Regions from separate parts of the Lactuca sativa genome. Here region 2 is linked to region 1. A link is a contact called in public Hi-C data. All regions are on one chromosome and are shown on one strand. Each heading gives the region's core, a stretch centred on a gene start, on an enhancer-like site or on the middle of the called end of the contact. The rest is flanking DNA. Distances are from core to core; before and after follow the strand shown. Region 1 holds the start of LOC111919375 (G-box-binding factor 1). Region 2 holds the start of LOC111882024 (homeobox-leucine zipper protein ATHB-40).

Evidence for each region. Hi-C and Micro-C count contacts between places; a contact is called where the count stands out from the background.
Region 2: a Hi-C map of leaf shows a contact between it and region 1, with 6 times the contacts expected there. The contact joins the promoter of LOC111882024 here to the promoter of LOC111919375 in region 1. A contact is called at or near these places in 2 of 4 Hi-C or Micro-C datasets (both in leaf).

What each region holds. Positions count from the first base shown.
Region 1 is chr3:115,105,989-115,112,035 of Lsat_Salinas_v11, reverse strand. It overlaps LOC111919375 (G-box-binding factor 1), which reads left to right and starts at 3,939. Exons shown (of 11, transcript XM_023914965.3): 1 at 3,939-4,350; 2 at 4,953-5,131; 3 at 5,213-5,299; 4 at 5,386-5,475; 5 at 5,576-5,757; 6 at 5,861-5,915; 7 at 6,022-6,047. The coding sequence starts at 5,030.
Region 2 is chr3:115,422,548-115,428,282 of Lsat_Salinas_v11, reverse strand. It overlaps LOC111882024 (homeobox-leucine zipper protein ATHB-40), which reads left to right and starts at 2,535. Exons shown (of 3, transcript XM_023878392.3): 1 at 2,535-2,774; 2 at 2,877-3,187; 3 at 4,053-4,478. The coding sequence starts at 2,681. The coding sequence ends at 4,274. It overlaps LOC122196892 (a long non-coding RNA gene), which reads right to left. Exons shown (of 2, transcript XR_006189341.1): 1 at 5,580-5,735; 2 at 4,847-5,098.

The sequences.
Region 1 (6,047 bases), core at 2,690-5,189:
GAAAAAGTAGATGTAAATTCAAACTACGTTGTTATTTAGTGTATGTAACTCCTCAGAATGAGTGATGAGCCTAATGGTAATGAAGTTAGTTATTTGGGAAAAAAATAAAAAGTAAATACAAAAAACAAAAAAAAAAATGAAAGGTGAAAGTACATTGCTGTTTACTACATAACACTATTATGTTACAAATTGACTTTGGAAACCTACTTTGTTACTATGCATTTACTTTGCTCATTTACACAGCATAGTTTTCTATTTAACATGGTATGACTTTTCCACTAACTCTTTGGTGTTGAAGATATTTTACCAATTTCCTAATTATATGATCCAAACCTGACAAAAAAAAATCATGAATATAAGTAATAAATTAAATTAAAGTAAGCTCATATTTGACCAAACTAACCTAAAAGCCCCAAATGATTAAAGTAGTAGGCTAGTAAGCCTATAATGGCACAAACATGCAAACACATCAAAATTAATGGTTTTGTAATGTATATTGCTATATGCTCCTTATTTTAGAGAATCATAATAATGTTTGTCCTTCTTCCATGTGCAAATGACTATATCACCCTTTATTTAACTTTTTGAAATTATTTTTATTATTTATCATGTAGTTCTATTATTATTGAAATCAGGGTAATTAAATAACAAATATTAAAAAAATGGGTAATATTGTCATTTTACTTAGAAGATAACAAAAAAAAAGAACTTACAAAAACTTTAAATGAGGACCAGAATTTCAAAAGACAAACTTTTTAGGACCAAAAATGCAAAGAAATTTTTTTTATGACCAGACATGAAAAAAAAATGGAACGAAAACTGCAAAAGAAAATAAAGACAAAAATTGCAAAAGAAAACCTTTAGAGACGAAATTTGCAAAAAATAAATAAATAAATAAATAAAATCAGCTATATTAGTAGTTTTTTCGTTTTTTTTGTAAATAAATCACTTAGCAGTTTTAGTTAATGTTTCATAATGATTTTGGTCCCTTAATCCCTAAAAGACCATTCTGTCATTGGGACAAAACCCAAAGAAATTATGCCCTTAGGACAAAACCCGAAGATATAGTGTATCACTTGGAAAAAATGGTCAATTTAAAGCTATTAACAGTTGGGTAGATTTGATTAACGATTCATGGACCAAAATTTCCAAAGCAGGGTTGGTTTCATGCCAACTTTGTTTTACTGTTTTGCTACAAACATAATTACATAATGGCAAATAGATCATCATTATTAATACAAAATAAGTATCATTTATAATCAATCTAATTTTAACAAATAAAAAAGAAAACATCACATACATCAGGTATGTACTCTCATTTACAGACAATTTATGGTTACCTGAGCAAAAAGAATGCAATTGCTCCCAAGTACATGGCCACTTCTTGTTCCCTATCAAACTTGAAAACAAATCAAAATTAAAAAAAAAACACCATTAAGTTCATAATATAAAATTTAAAATCATTAACTATGACATTTTTTACACCTGGCCTTTGACCGAGCATCTACATGTTGATGTGTTAGGTCTTCTGTGTTCTTTTTAACCTGAAACAATCAATAACACCAAATACATCATAAAATGGGCCCAAAAAACAAACTGAAATGAATTAAAAAAACTACAATGAAATTTAATCCAACAAATTAAAAAAAAAAAAAAAAAACTTTTTGGAAGGCAATATAGAAGTCCTATTTAAAAATATGAAAATGTAGCACATATTCAAGTAAAGAAGGTGTTTGTATGAATAACATATCATTTACCCAATGAGGTCGCCTCAACAATCAACATGATCAAACAAAATGAACAAAATTATTAACATTCACGGTCACAAACATGATGAATTGTAGTAAGAAAGCAGTACCTACACGAAATCCGAAAGAAGAGTAGTGGAACCTAAATGATAAAATGTGTGTTGAACCTAAAACATAATCTTGGGATACACCACCATTTGAAGAAAGATACTTAAAAAGGTATGTAATTGGTGCAGTTCTACATATCTCTTCAATGAAACCAGCTTGTTCTTTCTTTCCTTCACCATAGTCGATTTCATAGTCTTCTTCTTAACTGTCTCCTAGCCATCATTGTTTTCCTCTTCAGTCTGGATTAATCCACTTAAACTGTTAGATATTAAGCTATTAAAATTGTGATTGATTATTAAGAACAACTAAACAACCTTGTGATATTGCCTTTGATTATAATCATTCGAAGCCTGCAATTCAGACATTTCTAACATTATGTTACAACTAATGAAATCTGGTTTGAGTGGATACTTTGTTTGTTTTCCTATATGTGATTTCTATAACTTGAACGCATATGAACAGGAAACTTCAATCAAAATGATTTAACAATTTCATCAACAATTGAACTTGTTGACTTTATGTATGTCGAATCAGCAGAAAATAGATCAATCCACAGTCATCAACTTAACTTAACATTAACTGTTGAGGTCGCCTAGAAGTATTTGATCCACCAGATCCCCATTGTTCATTCTTTTCTTCCTACAAAACCCAAACAAAAAATCACGATTCACTTTACGACCTAAACCATAAAAACTAGTCGCCTTCAACGCCGACAAAGCACCTCCGGGATACCGTTTTCTCCTACGAAGCGAATCAAAACATCAGTGTTCGTCAAAGGCACCAACAACGATCGCCGACCTCTATTTCCTTCTCCTCATGTGTCGCCACCATCGGCGACCTGATCCAAACCACCAACAGCCAACCACTAATCTCCGACTGATGCACCTTCACAAGTCGTAACGATGTCGTCTAGGCTCCACCAATCGATGGTGGTGATAGGGGCGGAAGCCCTTATGACACGGTTGTAGATGATAGAGAAAATGGTGACGTCAATGGTAAATGGGCTGAGGGTTTTTTCGGTTTGCTCTGACTAAGTTGAGAAGAGAACACATAAAAAAAACTGACGGGTGGTGGAAGGATCGGGAAGACACGGTTGACGAAGACCTGAAAGTGGTGGAGGCGTCTTCTTCTCCCAGTTACCGAATATAGACTGGAATCGGTGGAGTAGACGTAAATGTAGACAGTAGGTGGGGAGCAGAGGGTAGGGAATTGTTAAAAAGTATTAAAAAAAATACAAAATAATAAGGACACTAATCTAAAGACAATTAGCTAGCATGACGGTGAACAAAACAACAGGCAAACACGTGGAATAAAAGTTTTAAAGAAACAACAAATGCTACCCAGAATAGAAAAAGAACCAAAACATAACATACACCCATAAACAAATGACCATTCCTATAAAAAAAACTCAAGTTTACTATTTCTAACAATGGTCCTCCTTTAATATCTATATAAGAATTATTCTTATAATGTGTTCATTTTTTAAATAATTAAACGGAAAACGAAGCATTACAAATTAATTAACACCTATGAAAAAACTATATTACTCACTCATATACTTACGGAAATAGATTTCCATAGGTAAATATGAGATTTCCGCAGATGTCATCTGCAAAAAATATATTTTCTCTAGGAATAAATCGTATACAACATCAAAAATGTAAAAAATTAAATAAAACGAATAAAAAACTTACAACATAGTATAGATTGTTGTGGTATTGTTCCATTTTTTCATAAAAAAATTCTCTAAGTAAGAAAAAAAAAATAAAACATGTGAAGAATTTCTTATATTATCATTTCTCACCCATATCATCTTTTGCAGTCTATTTTATGATTTTGCATATAATAACTGCAAACATTTCATGACAACTTATAAAAACCTTCTAATTTTTACTTAAATCTTAAAAAAAGAAAATAATAAAAAAGTTAGAATTAACCTGTTTTTCTCAAATTAAAAGATTTAACACCAAACATTAAGAATATGGCGTGAAATGCAAATAAGATTAAATGAGGGGAAGTAAATGCTAATATCTCTAAAATAAATTATCCTTTTTAATACTTTAAAAGCTCCCAGTCATCAACAAAACGTAATTGCCTTGTCATGCCTCTCTATCCACTCCCCTTTTAACAGCTGGATCCCTCCTCACCCTCACATGTCATCCCTCTAACCCTACCCTCAACCACCGCACTGCCATTCTCTCACGGTGGTCTCTCCCTCCTCCCCGGCCTCCGCCTCCGCCTCCGCCTCCGCTTCTCCCCTACGCATCAAGCAGCTTGTAAGCAAGTAAACGACCTGTCTCCTTTTGGCTACTTTCGAATTTCAGAGTTGTTTTTTTCGATATACCAAATAGAAGAGGGAATCCTTCTTTCTCAAATCTCAGCTGTTGAATTTCTTCCAAAGCTCTGGAATTTTGTATTAAAAGCTGCCATGTTTACTGGATTTGCTTGATCCTAGTCGGATTAGCATCTCTTCCGAAGCCGGCGGCTGAAACAAGTCAGTCTCTCTCCTCTCTCTAAATTTAAGCTTCCTCTATATTCGCATGTCGACACACATAAAAACACAAACATCCCGATTAGTTTTCGGGTAATTATGTATCTTATCTTATCAAGAATAAACAGATACTCGCGATTGTTTTACGCTTTTTGTGAACAATTGTTTAAATTAAGAAGCCAGATCTGATAATAATTTGGGGCTTTTCCTTGAAATCGCTCAGACTATTTGTTCTTCAGTTATTTTTGTAATTTTTTTTTTGTTGAGGCTGCAAGTGTAGGTAGGGTTTTGGGTTCTTACATGACATGTGTAGACTTTAAGACAAAGAGAATGAAATCATTTTATCTGAATATTCTGCTTCCCCTATTTTTGGTAAAAAAAAAAAAAAAAGCTTAGAAGGATTTATTCAGTCTGAAAGGGAACGATTTTGTAGTTGATGGAAGGAAATTGCAGTATAGAAAGCTTAATTCCATATTTGTTAAGATAAATCACAGTTATGAACTTATGATTGCTGCATAGGAATTGCTGTATGGATTACAAATCATTAAACACCTTTCATTAATACCTAACCTGAACAAATCTTTAATCTCTCAATGTTCTTGTAGATAATATTTCAAGGAAACACAGTTACACACAAATCTAACTTTCAGACTCTGCATATTGAGTTTTTCCCTGTAAATTCATGGGGGCTGGAGAAGATAACTCACCTGCTAAGCATTCCAAACCTGCTCCAACTCAGGAAACACCTCCACCTTCATATGCTGACTGGTCAAACTCAATGCAGGCATGATTTAAATTTTTGATTTAAAGTTTTAAACTTTTTGTTACAAGATTCTTATTGTGGCTTTGCAATTTTCATGTTTAGGCTTATTATGGTGCTGGAGGAACTCCACCTTTTTTTGCTTCAACTGTTGCTTCTCCAACTCCTCATCCATACATGTGGGGAGGCCAGGTGATGATGATGATGTGGCAAAATTCAAAGATCTTATTGGATTCTTGTAGAAATTAATGATTGGAAAATGTTTTGATTTATTTCAGCATCCTATGATGTCACCATATGGAACTCCAGTTCCATATCCAGCTTTATATCCACCAGCTGGAGTTTATGCTCATCCTAATATGCCTATGGTATTCATAATTTCTTTTTTCTTTTTTCTTTTTCTTTTTTATTTTTTTGCCTTTTAATCTTTTATGTGTTATTTATGATTATTGAATTTTGTTCTTACAGACTCCAACTACTGCTCCACCAAACACAGAAATGGAAGCAAAGGCGTATGAAGGAAAAGAAAGGTCAACTACTACTAATAAAAAGTCAAAGGGTATTTCTGGAAATGGAAATGTTGGTGTTAGAACTGGAGAGAGTGGAAAAGCAGCATCAAGTTCAGGGAATGATGGAGGCGCCACCCAAAGGTTTTTTAATTTTCTATTTTTTTTATTCGAAGTTTTCATTTGTTATGCCAAAAATACCCTTGTTTTTTAAATTATTGTAATTTTTGAAATTTGAACTAAACAGTGCTGATAGTGGAAGCGATGGTTCTTCAGATGGAAGTGATGAAAATGACCAAAATGTACATATCTCAGAAACTCTTAATAATTCTTTTTTTTTTTTTAAATAAGAATTTTTTTTGAAGGTATGATAATTATAATTATTAATTAATACACAAATATATACAGGAATTTTCTGGAGGCAAGAAAGGAAG
Region 2 (5,735 bases), core at 1,286-3,785, 320 kb before region 1:
TCCATAAATACAACTTCGGTAACATTTGATAACTTCGGATTGCGTCACAACATTTGCCCTCTACATTAAGTGGTGAAGATGATATTTAAAAAACAAAAAAACCAACATCCGATCCTTTGATTATTTTTAATCTATAAAAAATCATGGCAAGATTTTTACATATAATTAACATGGCTAGTTGTGGGTATAAATATTATTCATAACTAGTATGTTTGGTGAAGTATTAATCTTTCACCAAACTCCTTTCGTATGCATATGTAGATACAGAAGGTTTATATGTATTGGCGGCTATTGTTAAAAACATGAGTGCGTGTGTGTGTAGAGGTGGAAGGATGCTTATGGATAGATAAATGTGGTCCATGAAAGCAGAGGATTTGGGGGAAGTGACGCGTGTAAAAGGTTTACATAGGTTTTGGGAGCCCCCCATGTGCAAATGCCAGTATGCATTCCCTTAGCGTGGAAATAAACCTGTCTTTTTTAAATCACCTTTTTACTACTTCCAATTACCCTTTTTTATTTTCTAAACCCACCAAAACTAAATAATTATAATTAAATAAATACATAAATAAATATTTCAGCCTTGGCTTGCCTTAAGCTTTGAGTTTGAGCCAAAATATTTGACTTCCTTAGACATAGTTTCATCTGTCTTTTTATATATTAGTGTCATGTGATAGCTAGACGTGATATAATCTGTCTCTATTTATGACTCCTAGACCAAAAAATAAATATAAGTAAAGACCGGTTATATTTCTCATGTCCTTTATCAATAAACGAATTATATAGCAACTATTTCAGTTAGATGCATTTACTTGTGTTAAGACATGTGTATGTATAAACATATAAGGAAAAAGTAAAAAGACATTAGTAAAGGGAAAGTTTTGTAATCCATATACGAAATTCTTGGAGGTACTATAAACAAAAGCCTTCCACGTATTACCATTGACTGCGATCCAAGTCAGTTACATCTTGTCTTGTGCTCAAGATACATGGCACTCATGGGTTATATTTGTCAAAAAGTTCTTTCACTTTGTTGGATGTGGAATTCAAACCATGAAATAAACTATATATATGACATTAATTGTTTCTTTTCCAGACCTTGAAATGACTTGTATCTTGAAAATCCGAACATTTCATTAACTAATTATTGTATTTTGTTGACCATAAATGTCTGATGTTAAATATAACTAGTTTATAAGAATCATGCATGTGAAAGTATATACAAAATTAAACCACATGAAACGAATTATATAGCAATAATTCTGCGTTATGACAAAGGTTACAACTTCTTATTACATGTGATACAAGTAAGGTTATCTAGAGGGAGAATACATGTGATGTAAGTGCATGTGTCACATAACTAATAACCAGTTGAATAGTTTATGGTGTAGGTTTTTTACTGTAATTCTCATTGAGCCACGTAGCCATGGAGCTAAAAGCTAATGTGAGTGGCTTGGCTAATTAAGTACCCACAAATCGGGAATATATATATGTAACATCCAATTGGAGACTTTGTCCGAATCCATAGGCAAAAAATTTAATAATTATAATAAATATATGATATATAATAATTAATATATAAGTAATAAAAATGTAAAATGTCTTAGTTTACTAACTTCAAGGTGGTCAGGTTTGGGATCCCAACTCCTGCCCTTATCATACTCCTATCCTTTGTTTGTGATTTTTTTTCATTCACACCTAGCTAGATGAATATCAATGATGTTCTTCATTCATTTCATCTCTTTTATTACCAAATCAGGAAAGCCAATCCCTTCACAACAAACTAACTAATGCGTACGCCACAACTTGGTAGTAATGGATAAGATATGCAAATCGTAAAACAAACAAAAGATCACGTTTAAAACCTAGAAGCATAGTACAAATCAAATCATGTTTCTTAGATATATATATTAACCATCCTTTATTCATCAAACTACACGAGTTATAATTACAACTTATCAATTATCATACCTAGTTAATTAGAAACCAACATACGTGGGAATATGTTGCATCAAATTAATACGGAGTTGTAGGGATTTTTATTTTGTTATATAGGTCTAGTTTCTTTCTGACATGACTTCCTCCAAATTTATTGGATAAACATGGGGTTGATGATCAAGATATATAAAATGAACACAAATGGGAAGAAAACATATGCTGGACATCTTCGAAGATATGAATTTTCATAATTAGAATAAAAGTACAATTATCCTTATTACGCCAATCCTATTGGTCCCATTGTAGACCAATGTAACACCATTATTAAGAAGAGTGTCATCTCCAAAAATCTAGTGTTCGAGGTACATTAACGGTTTGATACATTTTACCTGTGTAAATCAAGTCGCGTCTCGCCAAATTAGACAAAAAGTTGACACCACTGTTTTTTTTCTATCTCATTACCCGAAAAGAGACAAACCCACGTCAGATTTGTAGTTTTGCATATAGACATGTCTTGATGAAGGGTAGAAAAGGAAATTTAATAAAAAACAAGGTCAATATGGACATTACATGTTTATAAATAAAGGCAAACTCTGCACAATCCAAAGTAACAGCGGACTCCTTAGTCTTCACTCCACCTTTATAAATAAAGTCTCTCTTGATGTACCCACTCTAAAACATCCACTTGTTTCACCAAAGAAGAACACCTCTGCCGAGTGTTTAGAGACACGCAGAGAGAGATAATATGACGAGCAATATGAAAACTCAAGTTGATGATCAAATGGTTCTCCTCTCCCAGTATTATCCTGGGATTTACGATCAACTCATACCAGAACAAGGTTCGAACTTTTCTTATATATATACATATATATACATGTTTATGCATTTGTGAAGTTCGATGTTTGATTGTAGTTTCTTATAACTATGTTGTACATATATAGGGGAAGTTGTGAAACCACGAAGAAGACGAAAGAAGAACAAAGCAGATGGAAACAGCAGCATGATGAGAAAAAGGAAGCTTAGTGATGAACAAGTGAATCTTCTTGAGCAAAACTTCGGAAATGAACATAAGCTTGAATCGGAGAGAAAAGATCGGCTTGCTTCTGAACTTGGGCTTGACCCACGTCAAGTTGCGGTTTGGTTTCAAAACAGGCGAGCTCGATGGAAGAGTAAGAAGCTCGAAGAGGAATACTCGAAGCTCAAGAGTCAACATGACTCCACTGTTCTTGAAAAATGCCAACTCGAATCTGAGGTAACCTTTTTTTTTTCTATGATATATGCAAAGAATTTGGACACAAAAAACAACATGAATAATTAAGGGATCCTATGTGGTCCTTCTTTACTCGTGATAGGGATATAATCTTGTATATCCACATTTTTCTTATTCCTTGATATTTCCAAGAAACTTTTTTTCCCATTTGTGTTGATCATTTCCTAGAAGGTTCAATCAGTTTGTGTTGATCATTTATTTTCCATTAGTTATTAAATACCCAAGAAAAAAAACCTAAAAGAAAGTTAAAGGGAGGTCGATTTTCAGCTAAGTGATAAAGATTGTTTTAACTTTTAACCATTTATTTTTACATTTCTATATAGATTTTTTTATGGAAGTATGGATAAGTATTAATTATGGTTAGTTACTTGGAATTTAAGTTGGTTGCTCATTTACTGTTTTATGAAGTTGACTACCATTACAGTAATTAATTCCTTTTTTTACATTCTTCTTCTTGTACACTCAAGATAAATAGACTCTTATCCACTTTAAGCTAAAAATAAGCAAGCTTAATTCGGAAAATGCATGGACTCAAGGCTCGAGAAAAACTAAAGTAATGCCATTTTTTCAACTAATTGGAAAGCAACAAGTGTAATAGAAAACTATAATATAATTTTGACAAGAATAAGGAGACTAAAATCCCATTGGTCCAGCAAAGTGTGATATAATTACAAGTGTCCCTCTATAGTTTTTTAAGGTTGACAAGGCTGTTCTACAGTGTTCTTTGTGGAGTAGCACATGATATATATATATATATATATCCGTATATCACCCCCACGTGGGCCTTAATCTTTAATCTTTTCTATAAATATTAACGAAATTTATTAACCATTGATTTTGTGTACAGATTCTAAAGCTCAAGGAACAACTCTCCGAAGCTGAAAAACAGATAAACAGCCTAGTGGAAAGGTCAGATGGAATATCGAGCACAAGTCCATGTTCATCGTTTTCAATGGAGGCCATGGAGCCACATTTTCTTGGGGGATTTGGGATGGAAGGATTGGAGAATGTATTTTGCTTGCCGGAAAACAACTATATACATGGATCATTGGATTGGATGAACATCTAATTAATTATAGGGAAAATGTAATTAAATAATTTTAGTATTAATTAATCATGTAGTCTTGTAGATAGTAACGATCTAATGTACATCTTTTCTCCTTGTTGTCTAGTTAATGGTATTTCCTTGACTTAATAGAAATATCCCTAGTATGTTGTCATAATACTAAATTCTTAGTGGGTTGCTTTTTATATTTATCAATATTGTAGTACATTTTCTACTTTAGTTCTCTAGAAAGCTCTATAGAAAGTTAATTGCATGAGGGGAATATGGTCATTTGATGGATATATAGAAGATGCATGCATGATGCATGTCCATGCATATACGTGTATGACCAGGAGATTTCCATATATAGTTCATATTTCGACCGCAAGGAAGGTGTACTAAACTCAGAACGCTAGATATTCTTCCAAAAGATGGTGTACTTTGAATACACAGAGTTATCGCATCATAATTTGTACGTAGTACATATTTCATATAACAAGATTTTTGGTACATTATTAATCTTAATCAACAATTGATTAAAACTATTTTTAGCATGTTGCATTTATGAAAAGAACAATGTCAATTACCCAAAGAAGGAAGAAAGAATGATTTAGAGCTTTATGAAAGAATGTGTCTAAGTAACTTAACTACATTATAATTTTAACAACAAAGAGCGCAATAACAAGCAGACACTTACTGATGAGATTCCCTTTGTTGTCACTATCAAGGTAATCCATATATACTGATGTCGATTTCCAACATTAAATCTCAAATGGGACCCAACTAGAGATAACGAGTGGTTGATATTCCTTCTAATGGATAATTTGCGTTCAAGGGCTTTTAGGATTCTGTAAAGCGAAGATAATGACATGTAAATAATTAGACACAAAGGGATTGGTGATACTTAATTTAATTAGGTAGAACCCATAGAGCATAAAACACAGATATAAAGTGACACGAATGCTACTAATAAGTTTAATAATCATAAACTGAATAATGTAAGTAGCTTCCTGATCATATGAAAGAAACAATAGGACACTAATGACAACAATTGACCTGTTTTATCATTAGAATGGACATTCTCAAACCAAGCAAGAACTCTAGGCAACATAATGACTTCTCGGTAAACACACAAACAAAAACAAGTGGGTGTCAATCAGTTTGTTTCTTAAAAAGTAGAACAATGATGAATAGATATGAAAAACAGTAATAATTGGAAAGAAATAAAAAAGAAAAACTGTGCTTGAAAAATGATCCCCTACAATTCATTAGAAATACAGGTAACTTTGTACCATACTACCAGAGCCAGGCAACTGAAATTAAACGTACAAGCAGGTGGATAACTGCCTTTGTAGGAGTCTGAAAAAGCAGCATAGGTGGCATACATAGAAGGCAAATGAGAGAAACCTCGATGAACCATGACTGAATATTAGAGCATCTTTTTTATGGAGAGCATTAGACCATGATATATTTTTTTAAGAAGAA